Regions from separate parts of the Mus musculus genome. Here all the other regions are linked to region 3. Evidence: chromatin contacts called from public Hi-C and HiChIP or PLAC-seq data. All regions are on one chromosome and are shown on one strand. The core of a region is the stretch at or near the end of the contact, and the rest is flanking DNA. Distances in the headings are between cores, read along the strand shown. Region 1 holds the start of Bag3 (BCL2-associated athanogene 3). Region 2 has its middle 32 kb from the start of Inpp5f. Region 3 overlaps Rgs10 (regulator of G-protein signalling 10).

The links. Hi-C and Micro-C count contacts between places; a contact is called where the count stands out from the background. HiChIP or PLAC-seq counts read pairs in DNA pulled down with a chosen protein or histone mark.
Region 1: a contact with region 3 is called in a Hi-C map of regulatory T cells, with 1.9 times the contacts expected there. The contact joins the promoter of Bag3 here to the enhancer-like site in region 3. A contact is called at or near these places in 13 of 484 Hi-C or Micro-C datasets (the AML12 cell line, B cells, CD4 T cells and 9 more), 12 of 115 datasets of contacts at active chromatin or transcription factors (the SCID.adh cell line, T-cell acute lymphoblastic leukemia, bone marrow-derived macrophages and 7 more) and 2 of 9 other capture datasets (bone marrow-derived macrophages and liver).
Region 2: an H3K27ac HiChIP or PLAC-seq map of CD8 T cells shows a contact between it and region 3, with 5 times the contacts expected there. The contact joins two enhancer-like sites. A contact is called at or near these places in 3 of 15 datasets of contacts at CTCF or cohesin (CD8 T cells, large pre-B cells and pro-B cells), 17 of 484 Hi-C or Micro-C datasets (B cells, CD4 T cells, CD8 T cells and 11 more), 4 of 115 datasets of contacts at active chromatin or transcription factors (CD8 T cells, effector CD8 T cells, embryonic stem cells and 1 more) and 3 of 9 other capture datasets (adipose tissue, embryonic stem cells and liver).

Annotation. Positions count from the first base shown.
Region 1 is chr7:128,522,221-128,526,597 of GRCm38.p6, forward strand. It overlaps Bag3 (BCL2-associated athanogene 3), which reads left to right and starts at 1,363. Exons shown (of 4, transcript NM_013863.5): 1 at 1,363-1,824. The coding sequence starts at 1,639.
Region 2 is chr7:128,576,553-128,581,371 of GRCm38.p6, forward strand. No RefSeq gene overlaps it. Among named protein-coding and RNA genes, the nearest start is that of Inpp5f, 32 kb to the right of the region's middle. Within about 2 kb of position 2,314, at least 21 of the 459 cell types and tissues checked have an H3K27ac peak or open chromatin away from gene starts, as enhancers often do. A contact at or near this core is called in CD8 T cells and Th1 cells, where this site is marked.
Region 3 is chr7:128,372,999-128,377,428 of GRCm38.p6, forward strand. It overlaps Rgs10 (regulator of G-protein signalling 10), which reads right to left. Exons shown (of 5, transcript NM_026418.2): 5 at 627-1,044. The coding sequence ends at 898. Among named protein-coding and RNA genes, the nearest start is that of Gm39092, 8.2 kb to the left of the region's middle. Within about 2 kb of position 1,438, at least 18 of the 459 cell types and tissues checked have an H3K27ac peak or open chromatin away from gene starts, as enhancers often do. A contact at or near this core is called in CD8 T cells, Th1 cells, double positive thymocytes and 3 more, where this site is marked.

The sequences.
Region 1 (4,377 bases), core at 113-2,612, 150 kb after region 3:
CACAAGCCGGCTCATACATATAAAATAAATCTTTATTTATTTTTTTTAAATATTTTTTAAATAGGGCATTGCTAGGCGTAGTAGATGGTAGTGTGCACCTTTAATCTCAATACTTGGGAGGCAGAACTATATAGATAGACCATATCTTTAAAAAAATATCCACAGCCAAGCAGTGGTGACACATGCCCTTGATCCCAGCACTTGGGAGGCAGAGAGATGGATCTCTGTGAGTTCAAGGTCAGCCTGGTCTACATAATTAGCTAGTTCTAGGACAGCCAAAACTACACAAAGATACCTTGTATTGAAAAACAAGCGAAAAAATTCACTTTGTATTCAGTCTTCAATAAACATCAATCTTTATTCCTTTATTGAAGATGGACTCTGGATTTAGCCACGTGCTGGGTGGGTTCAGGTATAAAGAAGCAAAAGACAGACACTGACCAGTGAGTGAATCTAAGTGTCTAGACCTTTCAATGTGACTATCAAATGATAATAAGTCAATATTCCCACATTTGGGCTTATACAGGTGTGTTTGGTGGCACCAGGCAGTACCTGAAGGCTAACTATGTTAATACTTATACTGAGGCTTTGAGACTTCAAAGTCAGTAAGAAGGTCTTTGGAAGTAAAAAAAATCAGCTTGTTGGAAATGTCTGGCAGAGTCCTCTAGTATTTGCCACAGAGTAAAAATCGGAGGGGAAGAGGCCAGAGATGTATCTTTGAAGGTCCCAGGACATTCTCTGAATCTGAGTCAGGAAATTGGCCTCAGTATTGGTTCCAGGTGTTTCTGAAGTCTAGTCACTGTGCGAAAGTGCCTATATAGAAGGCCAAGAGCACAAAGTTGTCACTTTAGTCCTTGCTTCTTCAGTTTTCCAAAGCAGGCAGGTGAGTTTCCACAGCTCTTTCTTTTTGTTGTGACCTCAGATCAGCATTCCAGAATTTCTCAGAAGTCATAAGGCCCTTGAGAAAAAGTTACTAAAAACGTCACTGCAGGACGCCAGCGTCACTGAGTGTGAAGAGAGAGAAAGAACTAGACTTTCCGAGTTTAAAGATGATTTAGTCCTTACACAAAGGTGGGGCCCCAGGTGTCGGCCCTTGGACTGCTAACCCCGGGACACCCCCACGCGGCACGAAAGAGTGGTGGGGAGTCCGGAGACAGAAACCAGCCAGAGAGCACAAGGACACCGGTGCGTGTCAACCTGGCGCGAGGCGCACAGGCCCCAGGACACACACAGGACAGGGATAGGGAGGGACAGCCTGGGTAGTCTAGGAGAAGGAGGGGCGGGTGACAAATCCCCGCCTCCGATCCCTCCCAAGGTCCCGCCCCGCCGCGATTATAGCCTATGACTCAGGGCGGAGCTCCGCATCCAACCCACGGCGGCCGCCAAGTTCTCTGGATGGGACCAGAAGTTTCTAGCCGGCCAGTTGCTGCCTTCTCTTTATCTCCTCCTTCCCCTTTGGCAGCTAGGAGGCTATTTCCAGACACTTCCACCCCTCTTCGGCCACGTCACCCAGTCCTTTAATTCATAAAGGTGCCCGGCGCCGGCTTCCCGGACACATCGGCTACACAGAGGTGCCCGCACTCCACGACCTCGTGACCCGCGCCCTAGCTCTGCGCCCCGGGCGGACCCTAACCCAGCATGAGCGCCGCCACCCAATCGCCCATGATGCAGATGGCGTCCGGCAACGGAGCCAGCGACCGAGACCCCCTGCCCCCGGGCTGGGAGATCAAAATCGACCCGCAGACCGGCTGGCCCTTCTTCGTGGACCACAACAGCCGCACCACGACGTGGAACGACCCGCGTGTGCCCCCCGAGGGCCCTAAGGTGAGTGGAGCTTGCCGTCCCACCTCGACGGCGAAGGGGCCTGGTCGAGCCAGGGCTATGCGAGTCACCCCACCCCGCGCCCTGCTGCGCAAGGAGAGTCCTTAACCATATCCGCCTCGAACGGGCGTCGGGCCGCAGAGAGCCGCAGGCAGGGTGGCCTTGGACGGTAGCCAGCGGGGTGCGACCCGCGTGGTGACATCGGGTGGTTTTCCACAGCCTCTTGCGAAGGGCGAAGGGCAGTGGTGGCCTGAGCTGCGGTGCGCCGCGTCCCAGGGAAGGGCGACCGGCCTGATGAGCGGCTGAGGCCCAGGCCAGGCCCGGCCGCCGCCTCTCTGTCCCGCGCGTCCCGTGCTGAGACCCTGGGCTCCCTCCGGTGCTGATGGCGCACGGCCAGGATTGAAAGGCTGCTGAGTGGAGTCTCCTGTGGGGATTTCACTTTCAAATTCAGAACTTAGTTGAGGCTTATCTTGAGTTTACTGGATCTTAGGCATAGAGTGACTCAGGAGGCTCGAGTAAATAAGTTATTTTCCCCCATTAAACTTATTATTACTGGTCGAAACTGCTTTCAGTTAGAGAAAATTCTGATACTACCACTATTTTTTTTTAAGATACTCTTTCTGACAGTTCCAAAACTAAAGATCAGACATTGTATCACCATACTTAGCCACTGCCTTAAGACTCACACTGGAGTGAAAGAATGTATTTTTAATGGCGTGATTCCTTGTTGTCCTTTTCAAATACTGGAGTTTTGTTACCAGAAACAGCTGAGGAGTCTGGTGAACACTAGGTGTATGCTTCATTTGCATAGATATTCAGGTTTGTGTACTTCAATCTAAAAAGCAAGAAAAATTGAAAATACAAATTTGGAATGAAGCCCAGCCTGGTTCAGGCCTGTCATCCCAGCACCCAGGAAGCTGTGGCGAGAGGATCTTGAGTTCAAGTCTAGCCAGGGCTATATAATCGGAGTCTATCTCAAAAGTTATTAAGTAATTAAGTTGGAATGAAACTAGCCTGTGTTGCAAAATAAGACCTTGTCTTTTTTTATAAAAAAAAAGAAAAAAAAGATTGAGCTGGGCAGTTGTGGCACACCTCTTTAATCCCAGCACTTGAGAGGCAGAAGCAGGCAGATTTCTGAGTTCAAGGCCAGTCTGGTCTACAGAGTTCCAGGACAGCCAGGGCTACACAGAGAAACCCGATCTCGAAAAACCAATAAAATAAAATAAAAATAAATAAAAATTCGATTGAATTTTGAGTGAAGAACTTAAAAATACAAATTTAGGTAGGATTTTTCTTGTTTGTTTTGTTTTTCTTTTTTTAAAATTAGATATTTTTTTATTTACATTTCAAATTTTATTCCTTTCCTCATTTCCCCTCCGAAAACCCCCCTATCTCATTCCCCCCCTCCCTGCTCATTACCCCACTCACTCCCGCTTCCCTGTCCTGGCATTCCCCTACGCTGGAGCACAGAGCCTTCATAAGACCAAGGGCCTCTCATTGATTTCCCACAAGGCCATCCTCTGCTACATATTGGGCTGGAGCCTTGAGTCCCTCCATGTGTACTCTTTGGTTGGTGGTTTAGTCCCTGGGAGCTCTGGGGGTAGTGGTTGGTTCATATTGTTGTTCCTCCTATGGGGCTGCAAACCCCTTCAGCTCCTTGGGTTGCTTTGCTTTTCAAGACAGGGTTTCTCTGTGTAGTGTTGGCTGACCTGGAACTCACAGAGATCCTCCTGCCTCTGCTTTCTGAGGCATGAGCCACCACCATCCGGCCACGTAGGATCTTTGAAAATATAGTTAACAGAAGTCATATTTAGCATAATGTTCAGTAATAATTTATGTACATTTGGTCCTTTCAAAATGAAAAGTTTGGTAAAGTAAATGCACTTTAAAATAGGACTCTATCATCAATGGGAGGAGAGGCCCTTGGTCCCGTGAAGGTTCTATGCCTCAGTATAGGGGAAGGCCAGGGCCAGGAAGCAGGAGTGGATGGGTTGGTGAGCAGGGGGAGGGGGGAGGGGATGGGAGTTTTCAGAGGGGAAACTAGGAAAGGGGATAACATTTGAAATGTAAATAAAGAAAATATCTAATTAAAAAAGGAAAAAAGAAAAAAAAAAATAGGACTCTACTTTGGGCCTGACCTGGTGGTACACAGCTTTAATCCCAGCTCTCAGAGGCAGAGGCAGGTGGATCTCTGAGTTCAAGGCCAGCTTAGTCAATAGAGAAATGTTGCCTCAAACAAACAAAACAAAACAAGAAGAAATACTCTTAACTTATTACTTTCTGGAAAAAAATAAAAGCAGTAAAGAGTTTATAAATTGTTTGGTATTTTCAAAAACTCACCCAATTAAAAATGCTTTATAAATCATTAACTTAGAAAATTCTAGTTTTCTTTTTATGTGTATGGTGCAAGGGATTGAACCCAGGGCCTTGAGAACTTCAGGCAAACATTTTCCTTATAACTATTGCTACAACTTTAGTATCCAGCAGTGAGCCACATACTTGGCAGTTTACATTTACAAGAAACTAATTGTATATTTATTTCTGGAAATTATTACT
Region 2 (4,819 bases), core at 1,064-3,563, 200 kb after region 3:
GTCCTTTGTAGAGCACTTGCCTGGTAAGCAGGGAGGTCATGGATTCAACCCTAGTCCTGCAAAAATAAGTAAATGTATGTATGCAACAATAGTATTTCTACATCTACACCTGATGAATACCGGGTGTTCATGATCCCACTGTAGTCCCAAGCCTTTCTCAGGGTGAGCTCTTAGGCACAAAAATTATCTTGTGGGTTGACATACTTCAGTTAACAAGAACAGTTAGCCAGAAGCAGAACTATAGAAACCCAAAAAGCAAGGTCAGTACATTTAGAGACGTTTCCAGAACAACCGGTTTGGGTGGATTAGGTCTTTGTTTTAGTTTTGTCCGGTGGGGCAGTCTACATGTGAGGTTTAATGGCCTGAATGGTACTTCCATCATAGAGTCAGTTGTGGTAAGGTCTGGGACATGTTACAGCCCTTGCTTATAGCTCATGGTTAGTCAGGTTGGTGAGACTGTATGGGTGTAGCTTCTGACATTAGGAGGAGACAATATCTCACTCATAGCAAACTCCCTGATCTTCTGGCTCTTGGAATTTTTCCACTCCCTCTTGTACAATGTTCCCTGGGCCTTAGGCACGGGAGTTGTGTTGTAGATAGATCCACTGGGACTGAATTCCATGACTGCATTTTGACTGGTTGTGGTTTCTGTAGCCATCTCCCTCTGCTGCAAACAGAAGTTTCTTGATGAGAGGTGAGACCCATACTTCTCTGTGGGTATCAAGAGAGATATTTAGAGTGTAGCTCGAGATTGTGCTGGTTTATTAAAGTGATGGTCATAGGTTCTTCTCCAAGATCCATGAGCTCACTAGCCCTTTGGTCCAATCCCATGCTGATATTACAGACGTGCACCACATCGCTTGGCATTTACCCGGGTACTGGGGGATGTGACCTTAGGTCCTGATGCTTGCAGTACAGTGCTTTACCCACTGAGCCATCCTTTCACCGTGTGTGTGTGTGTGTGTGTGTGTGTGTGTGTGTGTGTGTGTGTGTGTTAGGGCCTCTTGGATCCCATGTAGCTGAGGATAACCTTAAACTCTAGTGCTCTCATGACTTTCTCCTTATTAGCTACCACCTCATTTCATGAGGTGCTATGGATGGAACCCAGAGCTTTGTGAATTTGAGCAAGGCAAGCTCTCTCCTAAGTCACATGGGCTTCTTAGCCCATACATTCCATTTCTGTTTTAATCTATATGAGGCCTGGGAAAGCCATCTGATTGGCTGAGGAGTTGGAGAGAGAGAGAGAGAGAGAGAGAGAGAGAGAGAGAGAGAGAGAGAGAGAGAAGAGGCATGTTACAGGAACCACCCAGGACAGCCACAGAAACGGCAGGCACAGTCATGAGTTAGGGCATGAAGCTTCTATTTCACCCTCTATAAATACTGCCCCTTGCTTCTGTCAGGTCCAAAAGAAACTCAGGACAAATGGCTAAGTGTGGTTCTTATTAGCATACTTAACTATCTGCTGGCCTCTGCTTACTCAGTAGCTCCTCTCAGTTCTTCTCACCCCACCCCCTACCCTAAATTCTCCAGCTCATGGGTGCCCCTTTCTCCAGCTACTCATTCCTTTAGAACCTTGCCATTTCGGTCATCCTCTCTCTTGGTCTTCCCTCTCTCTTGGCTCCCTCTACCCTCCAACCGCCATGGCCTGGTCCACCCAACTGGCCATGTTTAGTCTACTCTCTCTCCTCACTCTGGACCCTTGCAAATGCCTCTGGCTATTTTCTCCCGCATATCTACCATAAAAACCTTCTCCTCAACCATATCTTGTTTCGGTCATGTCCTCATTTTGTACATCTGGTGCCAACCCCCCCCACCCCCCATACAACTTCCTGTGCACTCAGAATGAAATCTGTCTTTACAGTATTTTCAGCTCTGTGGGGGCCGCCATGAAGATTGGAGGTGTTGTTGTCTTTCTTTTTCTCATCTCTTTTCTATTTGAACTGACTCCCTCTCATCCAGACTCGCTATTCATTGCTATTCATTTCATTTCTGCTCCGTACCTGACAGAACTTCTTGTTCTGATTCATTGCTGCAGACGTGCTCTTTTCCCCATTCTATCGGAAACACAATTATCCCATTCTATCCACTTGAAGGGGATGGACATTTCCGTTTAATGGATCCTTGGCGTGTTAGGTTATAAAGATGAGTGTAAATGGGATGCATCCTGCTTTGCTCTTTTGGTAATTTGTGAAATTGACGTAAACCCTGTGGCCTGTGTGTTCTTTTTTACACCTCCCACAATGATTATGAGTCACATAGAACCTAGAAGTAACAATAGGCTGGTGACCTGAGAAGAGAGCCTCTGCTTAATGACACCATCATTAGCCAGACCCTCTGTGGCCTCCTACTTTCTGAGTCAACAAAGGTCCTTTTTTACTGGTTGAAAGGGGATTCATTTGTCCTGGTGCTAGAGATATTTGTATGCTTGCTTTCTGCACTCGGTGTTAACCCTTTAATGGAACACTGGATATATTTTTCTTCGTGTCCTAAAGAAAAATATGAATAGTTGGATTTATGTCTCTCTGTGTGTGTACATACAGTCCTTTGTCTTGCATTTTTGTTTCCTTTTTTGCTCTGCATTGTTTACTTTTTGTTGTTGTTTGTCTGCTCTTTTATTTTCAAGGTCCCATTCAGGCAGTTCAGGTTGGCCTTGAAATTTCTATGTAGCCAAAAATAACTTTGAATTTCTAATTTTCCTGCCTCTACCTCCTGAGGGCTGAGATTGTATGCATGTATTACCACACCTGGTTTATTTGGTGCTAGAGATGGACTCTAGGACTTCCTGCTGCGTTCTGCTAACTGAGCCCTATACCAACAGAAAGAAAGAGCTAATAATGTCAGGTGGTGCGTGCCTATACTAATACCAACACTGGGGAAGTCTAAAACATGAGGTTTTCTCCTTTGAGGTCAGACAGGGCTTCAAATTGCTACCCTGTCTCAAAACAAAATAAAACAATAATAAAAGAACAATACTGGCACACAACTGACATTTCTTATGACTTAAAAACCTCATGATTTTTCTCTCGAATTCAGGGTCTTTATCTTTATCTTATGCCAAAGGGTTATCTTTAGCATACAGCAACCCTGTGGTTTTAGGTCATACTAGTAATAAAATTAAGTCAGTTTTATACCTATGTGTTTCTATTTAATAAATACTTGCCTCTGAAACAATCACTTTTTAATAGTTACTCTTATTTGCTCAATGGCATTATACAGTATCAATCATAGATACATTCTGTCAAGAATCTGCCTTATTTGTATATTTTTGACTTTAGATGTTTCATATTATATATAGAGAAAGGAATTACAATTCTGCAGCAATTTGGTTGGACTTTATATTAACTACTTTTTTTTCATCGTTGTAACAAAACTCTCGACAATGGCAAATTAAGGAAAGAAGAGTCAATTTTGGCTCGTGGTTCATGGTCTAATCCATCCTAGCAGGGAAGGTATGGCCATAGGAGCAGGAGAGAGCTGGTTACATCAAGTCCACAGTCAGGAAGCAGAGGGCCATGAATGCTGGTGGATGCTATTGGCTTCCTTCTTCACTCCCTTCCTTTTGATTCTGGGACCCTCAGCTGTAGCATGGTGTCATCCGAATTCAGGGTGGGTCTTCCCCCTTCAGTCACACCTTCACAGACACAGCTAGAGCGTGTCTAACAGACAATTCCAAATTCAGTCAGGTTGATGATAGAGATCGGCTAACCCTAACTGTAAGAATGGATTAGGGATGATGGGGAAAGAAGGTAAGAGTAAGCAAGCTGCCGTGAGCTCTCTGGTTGGTGTCATGGGGTGTTATGTACTGTTAAGAATGGCTTATTGAAGTGACTGTAGTGGGAGATGGGACTCTGACAAAGCTAGAGAGAAGTGAGGTCATAGGATGATTCGGGGCCTGGTTAGCATAGGGGATTGAGACACACAGAACATGGAGGCTGAGGATAAGCATGCGAGATCACAGTGAGACGAGCTCGATGGTAAGCCAGAGGGGGTGAACTTAGAGATAAACCCCACTGACATCTGGGACTTGCAGTCTTCAGAACCTTGGGGAAGAGAACTGTTGTCTCAGCCCGAGTCCATGATGCTTTGTTAGAAGCTGGGGCCCAGCTGCCTTCTCTTTCCTGCTCAGATCAGTTCAAAGGGCTAGAGAGGGGCAGAGCCATTGGTTTGGACTTGTTCTGGATGCAACTTTGAGAGTTCTGGGTAAATCATCAGATACAGGTTGGCTAACAGTGAAGGCATCCATTTTGAAGACATCAAAGGGGACAAATATGGATACCAGAAGACACTCAGCAGGGACAGAGGGAGATGGTTGCACGTGTCCATATACTAGTACTTTGGTTGCAACATACCCTGTTTCCTTAGGGCTGCTGCTCTAGTCTTCCTTGGAAATAAACAGATCTGTAGAAGGAGCCATAAAAAGCTAGGCATGGTGGTACACCCTGTAATCCTATCACTTGGGAGGTAGAAGCAGGAAGATCAGGAATTCAAGGTTAGCCTCTGTTTACAATAGTGAGTTGCGGCCAGCCTGTGCTACCTGACACTTTCCTTGTCCTTAGAAAAAAGGTGTGTGTGTGTGTGTGTGTGTGTGTGTGCAAAGAGATAACTTGGGTAATGGTGCTTGCTGTGCTGACCTTAGTACCTGAGCTTGGTTTCCAGAGCCACAGGGAAAGGAACCTCTCCCGGAGGCCATCCGCTGCCCCCTCCATAGATAGGACATGGCATGCACAGACCTTCACACACATGCACATATCACATACATCACATGCCACTCACATACACAACTCATTTGTCCATTCACCTGCTCATTTTAAAAGGTGTG
Region 3 (4,430 bases), core at 188-2,687:
CCCTGCCAGTGGTGTGGACACTAGAGAGCTGAGCCTGATCTGGGATCTTAATAGGATCCACTGTAAAAGAAGAGTGGGTGGTCTAGGGTGGCTGGAACCCACTGGTCGTTCTCAGCGGGTTCCTCAAATGGAGAAAGCTGGAGAAGGACGTGCAGGTGGATGAAGGGAAGGGTGACCATCCCATCAACGTCAACTTCAGCACACATCTTGTGCTGAGGTCCCAGAGGACACCACCTGGAACAGCCATCATCCCTGAACAATTTCTCTTTTGATCTCTCCCTGGCTGGGACAGTGTTTCTGTAGAGATGATGTTTAAATGTGTGTGGCCTGAAATGTCACAGATTAAGGGCCCAGGATGCCCACGTGAGAAATAACAGCCTTTTGCTAACGTGGTCATTCAACCCCCTAGATCATTAGCCGCTGCCAGAGGTTTGCTTTGGCCAGTACTGAACTTCTCTCGAGAACTATTTAACCCCCAAATAAACCACAAACAATGCCCGCTACCCCTGTGATTGTCAGACCAACTTGTGCTTTGGATCATTAGCCAAGAGGGTCTGTGGACAGACACAGCCCAGGCAGGAAGGGCAGGATAAAGGCTTACAAAGTAGAAATGACTAAAGGGTTCACTTGTAGCTTCACGAACACTTTAATCAGGATTGAAAGGCTGAGTGTCCAGTATTGGCAGAATCTCATGTGTTTTTGTGAACTGACACTTTAAAGCTACTTTTGTTTTTAATGGAAGATTAGCATCATGCAGAGGTTGCTGTTCAGTTAATAAAATACACATATCCAGAGGGAAGGTCTAGCACACTCCAGTCCTCAAACACAACAAAGAAATGACAGCCTGTACAGTCCTAAGAGTCCATCCCTCTCCTTCGCTGGGGTGAAGGGCTCAGCTTATGTGTTGTAAATTCTGGAGGCTCGCTTAGCTGCGGTCTGAGCATCCGGGGGCTCTTCTTCCTCTTCCTCAGTTCGCTTGGGTTTCAGAAACAAGTCAGACTTCAAGAAGCGGCTGTAGCTGTCATACTTCATGAGATTGAAGATCTAAAGAGGAAAGAGAAGAGTCTGATGGTCGACACCAACACAGACCATAAATCACCCTGTCAAATACCTACCATGAGCCAAAGAATAACACACGCACACACATGCATGCACACACATGCACATGCATGCACACACACATACACAGGCGCACGCGCACACACACTAGTCCATGCTAGTGTAGGACCCAAGAGACGGCTCAGCAAGTAAAAACACTTGCTACACAAGCCTGATGACATGAGTTGGATCCCCAGAACCCGCAGTAGAAAGAGAGAGCACTGACTTCCAAAAGTTGCCCTCCACCTTCCGCCCACATGCCACGGCATGCACCTGCCCACAATGACAGACACATCATGTGTGCACACACAGATGATAACAATAAAGAGAAGAACAAGAACAACACTTGGCGTAGGGCTGTACTGGGCAAGGCAGACTTCCTGTACGTTATTGATCATTACGTACATCATCTCAATGGACGTTATAGATTAGAGAATCATATGTACAAATACATCCCTTTTTTCCCACAGAAATAGATGCCCACATACCTGAGTCATACTTTTGCCTCAAACAGCCCTTAAAGAACCTTCTCTGGCTGGGTATTGTGGCACTTGCCAGTAATTCCAGCACTCAGGAGTTCAGCCTCAGCTACATAGTGAGTGTGAGTCCAGCCTGAGTTACATGAGACCTTGTCTCAAAAAAGAAATCTTTTAAAAACCTATTATTTAGACCTAGTCAGACAAATCTAGTGAGATAGAGGCCAGCCTGGTCTACAGAGCAAATTCTGGGGCAGCCAGGACTACAGAGAGGAACCTTGTCTTGAGAATAAATAAATAAACCCAGTAAATTTGGTATTGGAGACCTCAAACCTGTTACCAGGCCAAGAGACAAAAGGGGGTGTGTCTAATGCAAGGGAGGGATACACGCAGTCTCTGTTAGAAGCCGCGGGACCAGGTCTCAGCTACAGAGAATGGAAGTCAGCAGCAGAGACCCCTGCACCGTCAGACAGGTTGAGATCTCTAGAAAGCAGTGATTCTGAGGTACATCGGGGCTGAATGGGACCCGATGGAGCCCTTGGGACTAGAGAGAGCTGCACCTGCTGGCACATACTCCAAGGACTGTCTCACACAGAAGCCTCCTGTCTTTGGGCCACATCCCCTGGATCCCAGATCCACTCCTGCCTGCTTCCTCACCCTACAACATGGAGAAGGAAGGAAGGAAGGAAGGAAGGAAGGAAGGAAGGAAGGAAGGAAGGAAGGAAGGGCACATTTCCTCCTGATGTATAGAATCGTCTTTTCAAGACATAGTCAAGTCTCTCTCTATGTCACCATCTCTGTCTCTGTCTGTCTTTCCTTCATATTAAAGGGCCACAAGGCACACCAGGGTGCCTTCCAGTGCAGCACAGCTCATGGCTTGCTGAGTGAAAAACTCCAAGATGCCACTCACTGTCAGGCAGGGTTGTCACGTAGGTGGTAAAATCTTGACATCTTTTAAACATGCTTTCTCCCAACACACACATGAGCTGGGGCCTTGGGATGTCTGCTCAGGAGATGGGAGGTTCCTCCAGAAAGAATAGAAGCTACTTTCCTTCGCCTCCATGCTCCCAAGAGGGCCCAGGAAACATCTGGCGCATCGGGCTGCGCATAGACTGTTCAATCGGAGCCATTCCCCTGTGCCCACCAGGCCCCTAGAGACAGTCCTGTCTCACCCAAGCTCTGGGGAAGTTACCTATTTTGTATTAATTTTGTAATCTTTAAGAGGTAAGCATAACTTACTAAGGCTTGGACACATCACTTTTTAACAAAACATAACACCTCCGAAATTAATATATATATATATATATATATATATATATATATATATATATATATATCAGCAGGGTGAGGAGGGTAAGGATAAGAGACACCATTCTCCTCGCTAGGCTTCTCACAAATGTCCTAAGCAGGTATCACCGCCCTTCACCATCAGGCATCCTTCAGTCTTTCAAGTGCATGGACCCCCAAGGGGCTCTTACCTGTGCCTACCTGGCTCAGAATCCAGAACAAATGCTCCAGGTGTGACTAGCAGAGCCAACTCTATGAAGGCCTTTCCTGGCAAGTAGTCCTGTCCTGTCCCCCCCTACCACCACCACTTCCTCCAGGTCCCTATGCAGCCTATATACCTCCCTGCCCCCCCTTGCGTACTTCCTCAGGTCCGTGGCAAACCCAACCAGCACCAGGAGCAGGGGTAGGGCCTCTCGTCTGAAGTGTCTGTGAGTGGGAGAGGAGTATCCTGTTTGCCTTCTGTGACGCTGAGGCTCACACCTCAGAGAGAAGAGAAGGGCTGTATTGGGGCACCCAGGGCATGCGGAGGTGGGAGACTGAATCTGGACTGCTGCTTCATTGGGAGATGGGAGCCTTCATCCAGAGGCTCTTCTTGCCTCTTGCCAACTCAGCTCTTGGATGTAAACTAGTTGACTTTTCTTTTAAAAGGTATTTATGGGCTGGAGAGACGGCTCAGCAATTAAGAGCACTTGTCGCTCTTGCAGAGGGCCCAGTTTCAATTCCCAGCACCCACGTGGTAACTCACAATGAAGTGTTTGTCTCATTATCGTGGGTTTGGGTGGAGGAGACCTGAGTATGGGTGCACATGTACCTACGTCAGAGGGGAGCTAGTTCGCTTCTTCCACCACAGGATCCAAGGATCCAACTTAAGTTTGTGTTGCAACCTACTGAGTCATTTTGCTGTCCCCACCACACAGTTTATCAAGGGCACAGGGCCATTCCCTGTGCTGTACAGGTATAAAATATCCAGCCTGCCCCAAAGTCCTTAGGCTGTGGTGTCCAGATGTCTGGCTCTCATCACCTCTAGGTGCCAGAGGGACTGGGAAGCAGCTGTGGGCAGCAGGCCCAGGAAGACTTCATCTTCCTGGATGTCCACAGCCCTGTGGCTCTGCATGGGATCCAGAGAGCAGCTTCTCACCGCTGCTGGCAAAGGTATGAGCGTAAGAGTGTACGGCCCTGGGAATGTCCATCATAGAGCTAGCCCTTCGTAGGTGATGTACAACAAGGTGTCAGAGAGCATGCAGAAACTATGAATCCTTCCAAAGCTACTGACCACCACTGGGCAAAAGCCACGGAGGAACCTGGCATGTGTTTCCCATGTGTTCTGCAGACATTCACGCGAAGACCAACATCGCTGAGAGGTCTGTGACCACACACTCCAGTCATCCGATAGAGCATTCTCCCATGACACTATCACAAGGCCCTGGGGACTGTGGTTTCACTGAGGAGGAAAACAGGGTCCTGTGGCTAGTGCTTGCTGAATGGCAAGGGCTGCCCCGCTCTGTCTGGCAAAACAGAACCACAGACAACTTTCCCTCATAGTTTCAGAGGCCAGATTCTGAGGTCAAG